2 separate regions of the Triticum aestivum genome follow, and region 2 is linked to region 1. A link is a contact called in public Hi-C data. All regions are on one chromosome and are shown on one strand. The core of a region is the stretch at or near the end of the contact, and the rest is flanking DNA. Distances in the headings are between cores, read along the strand shown. Region 1 holds the start of LOC123156653. Region 2 holds the start of LOC123160011 (WAT1-related protein At1g44800).

What was found. Hi-C and Micro-C count contacts between places; a contact is called where the count stands out from the background.
Region 2: a Hi-C map of leaf shows a contact between it and region 1, with 5 times the contacts expected there. The contact joins the promoter of LOC123160011 here to the promoter of LOC123156653 in region 1. A contact is called at or near these places in 3 of 5 Hi-C or Micro-C datasets (all in leaf).

What each region holds. Positions count from the first base shown.
Region 1 is chr7B:85,708,371-85,713,878 of IWGSC CS RefSeq v2.1, reverse strand. LOC123156653 reads left to right here and starts at 3,110. Exons shown (of 18, transcript XM_044574803.1): 1 at 3,110-4,550. The coding sequence starts at 3,464.
Region 2 is chr7B:86,599,037-86,604,544 of IWGSC CS RefSeq v2.1, reverse strand. LOC123160011 (WAT1-related protein At1g44800) reads left to right here and starts at 2,901. Exons shown (of 6, transcript XM_044577828.1): 1 at 2,901-3,268; 2 at 3,993-4,055; 3 at 4,166-4,532; 4 at 4,636-4,797; 5 at 4,905-5,056; 6 at 5,154-5,508. The coding sequence starts at 3,075. The coding sequence ends at 5,391.

The DNA of each region.
Region 1 (5,508 bases), core at 1,861-4,360:
TCTCGACATATGAGAAGGAGTATTTGGCAGTCATCGTAGCTATTGACCAGTGGCGCCCTTACCTCCAGCATGCAGAGTTCACTATCCTCACTGACCAGCGGAGCCTGATACATTTGACAGAACAACGGCTCACAACACCGTGGCAGCAACGAGCCTTCACGAAGCTGTTGGGGCTCCAGTATACCATCAAATACAAGAAAGGGACAGAGAACACAGCAGCCGATGCCCTGTCGAGGTCCAACACTGAAGAAGTACTACACACCCTCAGCGTGTGCCAACCAGCTTGGCTAGAGGACATTGTCAACAGCTACAATACCAACCCGCAAGCGCAACGCCTCCTGGAGCAACTAGCTGTGCGGGAGGACCCCAAAGGGCGATTTCAGTTGCAAAACAGACTCCTCCGCTTTCGCGGCCGCATCTGGCTAGGGGGGACCACAACAATGCAGCAGCACATCATCGCGGCCTTCCATGACAGTCCGATGGGGGGGGGCACTCGGGATTTCCAGTGACATATCGCCGCGTGCGTAGGCTCTTTGCGTGGCCTAAGATGAAAGCACACGTCCAGCAGTACGTGCGATGCTGCCAAGTCTGCCAACAAGCCAAACCGGATCATGCTGCTTCACCAGGCCTGTTGCTACCCCTCCCTATACCTAAGGAATCATGGGATCTAATCACCATGGATTTCGTGGATGGATTGCCGCAATCAGGCCAATACAATTGTTTGCTGGTTGTCGTCGACAAGAGAACGCGGTTTGCCCATTTCCTTCCTCTGGCTCACCCATACACAACATCTAAAGTGGCTCTGCTCTATATGCAACAGTTGTACAAGCTGCATGGCTTCCCAGGGGCAATTGTATCCGACCGCGACCCAGTCTTTAGCAGTCACTTTTGGCAGGAGTTGTTCAAATACACGGGCACAGAACTCCGGATGAGCACGGCGAATCACCCCCAGACCGACGGGCAGACCGAGAGGGTGAATCAGTGCATCGAAACCTACCTTCGTTGCTTTGTGCAAGCGTGCCCCAAGCGATGGAGCTTCTGGGTGCCCTTGGCCCAATTCTGGTACAACTCGTCGCACCACTCGGCGATTGGGATGACGCCGTTCAAGGCCATGTTCGGAAGGGAGCCAAGGCACTGGGGGATTACAGCAACAACATCATCATCGGTCCCTGCACTGCAAGCGTGGCTCGAAGAAAGGGCCGTCATGTAAGACCTGATACAGCAGTAGCTCCATCGCGCGCGCCAGATCATGCAAGACCAGGCGAACAAGAAGCGTTCGTTCAGGCAGTTTCAAGTCGGTGACCAGGTCTTCCTCAAGCTCCAGCCATATATCCAAACTTCGGTGGCCCCCCGCGCCAACCACAAGCTCAGCTACAAGTTCTATGGACCGTTCAAGATTGTCGCCAAGGTCAACGAGGTCGCCTACAAGCTCCAACTACCCCCCCAAGCGACGGTGCACCCAGTCTTCCACGTCTCCCAACTTCGACACGCGCTGCTTCCAGGCGTCACAGCTGCTTCATTGCTTCCCTCGGGTACAGGCGACACGACAATTCCTCTCAAGGTGTTGCAGTCAAGGTGGCGCAAGAAGAACGACTCCATGGTCGAACAAGTGCAAGCCCAGTGGTCCGCCGGCTCAGCTATCGACATCACCTGGGAGGACAAGGAAGCGCTCCAGGCTCGCTTTCCACAGGCTGAGGCTTGGGGGCAAGCCTCTTCCCAAGGAGGAGGGGATGTTAACACCCCAGACACCCCTGCCCCACCTGCCAGCAAGGCACGGGCGCGGCCCAACCGCAACCGACGCGTCAACCCTCGCTTCTTCGGCCCAGAGTGGCACAGGCAGCCCGGCCCAGCCACAGTCACTACTTAAGGCGATCCCCCTCCCCGGCTCTCCCGATCCAGTGGATCAAGAACCCGGCGGCGGCAAGAACCCTAGTTCGTCTTAGATCGATCTATTCCTGTAACCGAAGCTTGTACCAGATTATATTGCCAGTGAGAACATCCTATCGATTACCACCATCGCTTGATCCTAACACGTTGCAACGCATGAGAACTGAAATAGATCATACGAACATTGTTAGGGTACGTCCAAATTTCATGGTCAAAAAAGAAATACTCAATGTAGTCTTATTTTTGACGTTTGCAAAAATTGGATTAAAGAAGTGTTGCATAATGGCAAGTGGAGCAGGTTTTAATTTTTCGCCCGGTGCAACGCACGGGCATTTGTACTAATAAATAAATAATGGCCAACCCTTTATTATATTAATGAGAAAATTGCAACGCTCTAATCCTACAAAGCAAATAAATAACCTAGAAAAAAATTATAGTATTTGAATACAAAACCTCTACTTATTTTTTGAGAGAACATATAAAACCTCTACTGTTTTGACGAAGCCTTTACGGGCCCGAACCCGGCCATGTGTGTTCACCATTTCGGCCGAGGTCCACTTGGTGGGTTGGCGAAATGGGCCAGCCCCATTGTTGGTACTTTGTGCGTATCGAAGCAGAACCGCGCAGTCCAACGGCTCCCATAAAGACGGAGACGCTGGATCTCAAAAAAAATAAAATAAAGACGGAGACGCGGGCCCCACCTGCCATTGACCCACATCACGTGAAAGGGAGGCCCCAACCGTTTCCAAATCTGTGGCCGTGCAGGCGTACGTGTGCGCAGTCGCCCGCCCAGCCCACCAAGTGGGCCCGCCTCGAGTCATAGACCACCACGCGTCCCGTCACCTACCCGCCAACCCGCTAACCGAACCGAGGATCCGCGGACACGTAGCGGCAGCCGGGACCACACGTCAGTCATGCAACTAGAACCGAATCCCGTGACGAAACACACTGGGTCAGGGATATCCCCTCGACGAAATCGCTCCGGCCACGCAACCTCCCTCACTGACAACACGGGACCGCCCCCGCAGCCAGTCTGTGCGCGGCTGCGCGAGTCGCCTCGGGGTGCCCGTGGCGTTTACGGCGAGGGCACCTTTCACGAGGCAGGAGCACGACGCCCCGAGGCCCAGCCCACTACGACGACACGGTGGGACGCGACAGACAAACGGGCGCCGCGATTTTTTTTTTTACACAGAGAAGGAAAAGCAACCGTCTCTCTCTCCCCTCTTTCTCCCTCCCTCCCGCTGGCGGATCTGAACTCCCCCAAAAATCGTGACCCGAGAGAAACCCTAGCCCCCAGAGGTTTTCCGCCCCCACAACCGCCGTGGCGCCTCGCCGGAGAGCTCGGCCCGCCGCCGACGCCGACGCGGCCCCGTCCTCCCCGGACGCCGGCGACGATGCGCCGCTCGCCGGCGACGACGACGCGGCCGCCGGGGCCTCGCCGGAGGCTCGCGGCGTCGGCACGTCCGAGCAGGCCAGGAAGGCGCTGTCCCTGCGCTCGCCGTTCGACGGCGAGGAGGCGGCGGCCCGGAACCCTCTGCTGCCCGCGCGGGTCGCCAGATGGGCGGTGGTCGGCGACATGCGGAGGAAGCACAAGAAGGCTCAGCCGCCGGACCCGGCAGCTGCTGTGGAGCAGCCCAAAGCGAGATCCAATGCTTTCTGGGACAGGATGGAGCCTTATTTCCGGGATATGACGTTGCAGGATTTGGAGATGGCAGAGCCCAAGCCTCTCTCCAGCTCCAACTGGCTCGATCCATGCCTCCTCGTGCCGTTTGTGGGCAGTGGCAAGAAAGTGTTGCGGAGACATGTTGATCCGTCTGATGTGGCCGTGGTCGCCGAAAACTCTAATTCGAACTCGGTGGAGTTGGAGAACGGCATGGTGCATAGCAAACATGATCCACATGAGAGCTCAGATTTTGTTTGGAACAGTGCGGAGCTAGTCAATAGCAATGGGACCAGTGGAGATCACTGTGAACGGGATATGCAGGAGGTGATTTTGCACCAAGACGAGCAGCCGGTGGTAATTAAACTAGATCCAGGCAAGAGAGATGGTGTTGTTTTACCAGTCCTCAGCCAGAATCCGGACTCCTCATTGAATTGGCTCCTAGGAGCAAGAGGACGGGCTGTGCTCACTTCGGAGCGCCCAAACAAGAAAAGGAAGCTGCTGGGTGCAGATGCTGGGCTTGAACAGCTTGTGGTCCTGCCACCCTTAGAAGGTGACTCTGGTTCAAAATGTGATGTATGTTGTTTGGGAGAGAGTGATGCTGCATCCAACAGGATGCTCCAGTGCAATAGCTGCAAGGTGTCGGTGCACCGGAAGTGTTATGGTGTGCAGGTCGAGCCAGATGGCTATTGGATGTGTGCCTTGTGTGAACGGAGGTTGACACAGAGTGATGCAGGCAGGATTGCGTTTATGCCTTGTGTGCTTTGCTCAACGGAGAAAGGTGCTTTGAAACCTGTAAAATGTGAGCCTGGTGGAATTGCAAATGGGGGCAACCTGAATTTTGCACACTTGTTCTGTAGTCTATGGGCACCGGAGGTTTTTGTAGAGGACATGGACTCAATGGAACCTATCACAAATATCGAAGACATCCCAGAGAAGCGGACAAAAATGGTCTGCACTATTTGCAAGATTATGCGTGGTGCATGTGTTCGATGTAGCCATGGTATGTATTTCCACTCTGTCACATGTAGAAGTGTGGTCCTTGTGTATACCAGAAAGCCTCTAATTTATGGGATACATTGCACCTCACGGCATCGCTCTATAGTGAATTCTACTCCTAAACATTTCACCTAGTTTTCTTTCTTCTTATGCTGCTTTGTCTCACTGAAATGGTACCTTTTCCCCCTTGTCCCTTCCTTGCTTTCTTGTGGTAAGGTTTATCATAAACTTACCACGAGTTGTCTGAAATGATTTATTGTAGTTAATAACTGGCAAATTCACAGGGATCGAGCAGAATCAGAATTAGACCAGAGTATTGTTTGATTTGCTGGTATGTCGCGATTACTTCTTAGGAGACAGAAGTAGAATCGGTTCAGAGGCTAACAGCAGAAGCAAATTTATAATTCCTGCAAAAAAGCTGTTTCATGTTGAACTATTAATCACTCTAATCTGCTAGCAGAAGGCTTTGCAAGGTCGCATAATACTTGCCAATATTGGTCTTAGGCAGGCTTTGCATCTTGAGGATGGTGTTGCAACTAAGAATTTAGCTGTTTGAACTGCGGTATTTGATGATTAGACTTTTACTGCTTTTCGGGACATTGCAATCTGGATCTATACCATTGTTGACAATGGAATGTAACACAGCCCTACAGATTTTAATTTAAGAACTTGTGTAGGACAAGAAACACTATGTTTGATGAGATTAAATCGCCTTCCGGTCAATATTCTTGGAAAATTAGTGACCTGCTTTATTTGACAAGCATACTTAATATGGTACTTTGGTTGTACATGGCCGTAAAAACATTCAGTTTTTCTGGAATGATACAATCATGGAAACTGTTAATGGCAAAAGGCCTGTGGGTTCCCCTAGGTTTTTTCTGCTCTTTGTGCATATCTTGTTGCCTAAAATGGCTCCTATCTAGCCATCTAGGTGAGGTGATCTGATCTGAATTTCGAAATGT
Region 2 (5,508 bases), core at 1,652-4,151, 890 kb before region 1:
CTCCTTTCATTCGATGGCACACTCGGTTAGATAAAAATGTTGCGTGCGTACACCTATCCATTAAATAACCCCAACCTTTCCCAAAAGAAAGTTTATGCAATTCAAGCACGATAATGTGCATTGCTTAAAGACAAAACATCAAAACCATAAAATATCTTCCATGGGGACATTTTTAAAATGTGCAAGATTGCCAATAGTAAGTTTGTGTGTCATAGGTATGATATCTTCATAGGTGCTAAAGTTGTTAAAAGGATAGCGGGTCATTTCCGTTAAAGCTTGTGTTGATAACATTCCTATATTTACATCTTTGCTGCTTTCTGCCATGGAATTCCCTCGAGTAGCCGCGATAGATACCATTGGTCCATGAATGCACATATCAATTTTGCTTCTGGGATAACCACGAGGGTCATCGCGCCGCGCATACGGGAGTTTATCATAGCTAAATGTGGCATAGTGGGTCAGACTAGGGAATACGGCCAATATGGATGGAGGCATGCAGCTAGGCAGTGCAGAGCTATTAGCTTCAGCCATTCAGTTTGGGGTTGCATGCAAATGTGGAAGCTTCATTCCACTTTTGTTGGTTGTGTCCTATCTCCATATGATGTCATTAATTCATAGTGGGTTGTCAATTTTTCCGTTGCAACTCTTTGCAATCTTTCTTAGTGTCCACGTGTCCATATTTGTCATTATTGGTTAGCGTTTCTTCATAGACTTCTAACTGGACAATAATTCTTGTAGAGGCACATCGTACCGGATTTGTCTTGTTTGTTGTGTACTGATCGCAAGGGATTATTGTTCTTTTTTTTTCAACAAATGATTATTGCTAATCTGATTTGGTTTACGGTAGACAAAAATGACGTGGTAAAAAATCTCTAGAGTTTGTGGTCCTTCTCCATGTGTGGAAGGAGCTTTAGAAGGTGACATCTCTAGAAATTTTCCTTAGTGGTGTGGATGCCCTGGATCTGAGTAGTAGCCCATTGCTAGACAGTTGCTTTTTTTGTGTGAAGGACGAGCTGCGCGTGGCACACAGTACACACCGATACTCGTAGCAGTCAGACGCCAGAACTAATGGACATTTGTGTGAAACACGAACAGCGCGTGGCACACAGCCCTCTCCGTCCCCGGCCCCACACCGCCTTTGCCACTATTCGTCTTCCATATATGCATCAATCGTTGTGTTGTGATAAGACCAAGTATTGATCGCGTTGTTTAGCATGCGAAACCTACTATATTTGTTGTTGTAATTTGGTAACGACAGGAGTGGGGAAAGTAAACAACAAATACCTTGCCACAAGGGGTGTTTGATTCAGCTGGCTATGTTGAGATGACATTACTTCTTCTAACAGAAAAAAAAAGAACATGTTTCCTCCCTTTGTAAATCATTCTTACAGGTAAAAATGGTGCGATCTTAGGATTCCCAGGATGTCACTCATTGGACATGAGACAAGCTCATCTTGGCGGTACATGTGGCAGTTTGAGGCCTGACCTACCGACGATGGCTGAAACGAGGCCCTTTTTAGTTGTTGATTTGCTGTTACGACACCACTGTTAAGAGCTCGTCTAGGCTGTGTCCGAACTTCTGTTGTACTCATCTGAACTTCTCGTTCTTTGGATTCGTTGGTTGCGTGCATCATCTATTCGTTGGTTGCGAGTAAGTATAGTGTCATCATTTATTATGATGTAGACTCATTTTGCATTGGGGTGTGTTATGTTACGGTAACATACCATAAGCACCTCTCTCCTCATTAACTCTATGCCACATAAGCATACATGTCTTGGAGTGCGTTATGTTATTGCCTAAGTTACTTTCACTATGGCTAGCTTTAGGCTAGTCATAGTGCATAGTAACTTAGACTAGTAACATGCATATGTTACTAGTCTATATTACTACCATCATAGTGGGTAATAACATAAGTGTAGTGTCATGCAAGCCTTCATTTATTATGTTGTAGACTCATTTTGTATTGGGGTGCGTTATGTTATGGTAACATATTATGTTACCACAAGCACCTCTCTCCTCATTAACTTCATGCCACATAAGCATATATGTCTTGGGATGTGCTATGTTACTACGTAAGTTACTTCCACTATAGCTAGCCTTATGCAGGGCGGATATTTAATATTTTCTTTCTCTAGCTACTTCCTTCATCCCGTATTAATTGACGCTCGAACAGATGTATCTAGAAGGTAGCATCGCTATCGTCTCTATACGGCTATTCTGTAGTCTAGACGGTAGCATGCTATTCCGAAGTCCCTTTCTGAAAACACACATTCTCTGATTTCTGCGTCGTTACGTGAACATGAGAATTCGAACCCAGCTGGCCTGGCGGGCGAAGTTACTGCTGCCATGACTCCCCCTCTTTAACCCATTGATTGATGACTACCAGTACAGTTTCGGGAAACGCTCTGAGAAAAAAATGCTTGCCACCGTCGGACCGCGTCGCACGTCGGCACTCCGTTGCCGTTGGGGGCGACATCCAGGCGGCATTTCGTACCGCCGGGCGTCTCCTCCGTTGCTGGCCTGCTGCCGGCACAGGAAGCAGAGCAGGAGGCAGCGCTGACAGGGGAGGCGGGCCGGAAGTGGATCGGCAACGTCGACGCGCACGTCCCGGCCCGGCCGGCCACGTTCCATCGAGCGCTAGAGCTCGTGGCGCCCTAATCAAATTGAAGACAGGAAATTGGGTGCACGGGTGACTCGGGATCCATCCATCCGTCTCCGTCGACACCACAACCACACCACACACGCACACCAACTCCTACTACTCCTACTAGCACGCACATACTCTAGCTAGGAGCACTGTGCACGGGTGGTGCGCGGCGCGGGCCAATGCATGCCGAGCTGACCGGCTGACCTCACCCCCACAAACCTGTACCCCGCTATAAATTGCCCCGTCCGCGAGCTCATTTTCCATCGCCGCGTACCGCAGTCGTCTGAGCTCAGCAGCCACCCGCCCAGCAGCCGAGCGCCGAGCCGCAGCCTCACACGCACGGTGCGAGTACGTGGTGAGAGCTGTGCGCTCGTGCCTCCATCCACCCTCCGCTCGTGCTTGTGTGAGAGAGGGAGAGCGTCAGCCATGGGCGTGGGGAAGAAGGTGCTGAACGACGTGAAGCCGTACATGATGATGATCCTGCTGCAGATCGGGTACGCCGGGATGTACATCGTCTCCGTCGCCTCGCTCAAGCGCGGCATGAGCCACTACGTCCTCGTCACCTACCGCAACCTCGTTGCCACGCTCGTCATGCTGCCCTTCGCCCTCTTCTTCGAGAAGTACGTACTGGCTAGCACCAACCTCCCAATCTCTACCTTGCTTCTCCGTCCTTCTCCATCTAATCTTCTTGCGTGTGCATGCATGTCAAACTGTTTACATGCATGCATGCACAAGGACAAGGGGCAGGGTAGCCTAGCCTAGCTTCCACCGAATGTTTCAGAAGCCCAGTTCGTTTTTGTTTCATCAGTTCCAAGTGTAGTTATTATTATCATCAGCCAAAGTAAAATGGTTATCAATGTTATCTGCTCGTACTAGTACTAGCTAGTTTCAATCAATCACTACGTAATCAAGCACTAGATGCACAGTTGCACACTGGTGCGAGACACCAGGAGCGCAATCCTATCGCATCCTAGCGATGCATGCCCAGGTCTTTTTTCACTTCACGTCGGCTTTTCTCTCCCTCGAGGCCTCGACCCCCTTCCTTTCCGTGACATCGGTCAGTCAGGAGTCAGGACGCCTCTGGATTAATCTATACCCAACCGACACATGCACGGATGCACCCCGACAACCTTTGCTTCCATGTGCTGTGTGTGTATAACCGCACTAGAGTTCTTTTGAGCAAGCAAAGCTTTAATTAGCTTCATGCCAATTGCTAATGCCCAGCTCTGAGCTGTGCTTTCGTTTCACGCATGATAAACTTGCCGTTGCTAACTTGTCTTTGGCGTCTTGTATGGAGTACTAGCTGACAGCTACTGATCGTCTGTTGTGCTTGCGAAATTGCAGGGGGACACGGCCCAAGATGACACTCCGCATCTTCATCAAGATCTTGGGGCTGGCGCTGCTCGAGTACGTGCGATGCTTTTTTTTACTGACTGTTTTTATTTACCAGCTGTCGGTCGGTCAATGAATTATGGTGTACTGATTATTACTCGTGGTCGTGGGTTCCCAACCTGCAGGCCTGTGCTTGACCAGAACCTGTACTACGTGGGCAACAAGCTGACCTCGGCCAGCTTCTCGTCGGCGCTGGTCAACATCCTGCCGGCCGTCACCTTCATCATGGCCATCGTCCTGCGGATGGAGAAGCTCCGGCTCCGGAGCTCCCACAGCCAGGCCAAGGTCGCCGGCACCATCTGCACCGTCATCGGCGCGGTGCTGATGATCATGTACCACGGCCCCGTGGTGCAGTTCCCGTGGGCCAGGGGCGCCCACCACGTCGACCAGGCCGCCTCCGCCGCCGCCGCCCAGAGCAGCGCCACCTGGCTCAAGGGCACCATCGCCATCATCACCAGCTGCGTCGCCTGGGCCGGCTTCTTCGTCCTCCAGGTACGCACACACCGGCCACGCCGGGCGCCATTAATGGCAGCAGCAACAGCTAGTACTGTAGTAGTATACGTACCTTAATTGCGCCGCTCGCGAATGCATGCAGTCGAACACGCTCAACAGCTACCCGGCGGCGCTGACGCTGACGACGCTGATCTGCGCGATGGGCACCGGGATCAACGGCTCGATGGCGCTGGTGGCGGAGCGCCACGACATGAGCGCGTGGGTCATCGGCTTGGACACCCGCCTCTTCACCGTCGTCTACTCGGTAAGCAGTGCCCCCTAGTCAAGCTGCATGCATGCAGGTGCAGCCGGCCAGTCGACCCCATTGGTTATTAACGAGCTAATGGATAAATTATGCGCGTGTGCATGCAGGGCGTGGTGTGCTCCGGCGTGGCCTTCTTCGTGCAGGGCATCGTGACGGAGACGCGCGGGCCGGTGTTCGTCACGGCCTTCCAGCCCCTCTGCATGATCATCACCGCCGTCCTCGGCTCCGTCATCCTCAAGGAAGAGACCACTCTCGGAAGGTGATTACGTTAGCTCAGTAAACTCTCTTGATATTAATTAAGACCCGTCACAATCACTGCAGTAATCAGTTAACTAATCCTGTGGTTCTCATCTCAGTGTGATTGGCGCGGCGATCATCGTGCTGGGCCTCTACTCCCTCATCTGGGGCAAGAGCAACGACATCATCGACAAGCCCGTCCACTCCGTCGCCGAGAAGCTGGCCCTGCCGCTCACCTCCGTCAACGGCAACGGCACTAACGGCACCAACGGCGCCAATGGCGGCAGGCACGTCAACGGCGGCCAGGTCGCGCACGACGTCGAGACGCCGGCGGTGAAGGGTGCGACCTGCCACTAGCGAGCTCCAGGCGCGCGGCATCCGTGGTGCGTGCGTATGCGCGCGCGCGCGTACGCACGTGCGTTTCTTCGATCTCGTGTATGGTCAATCAATCTGCTCTACGTGTGATGCAGAAAG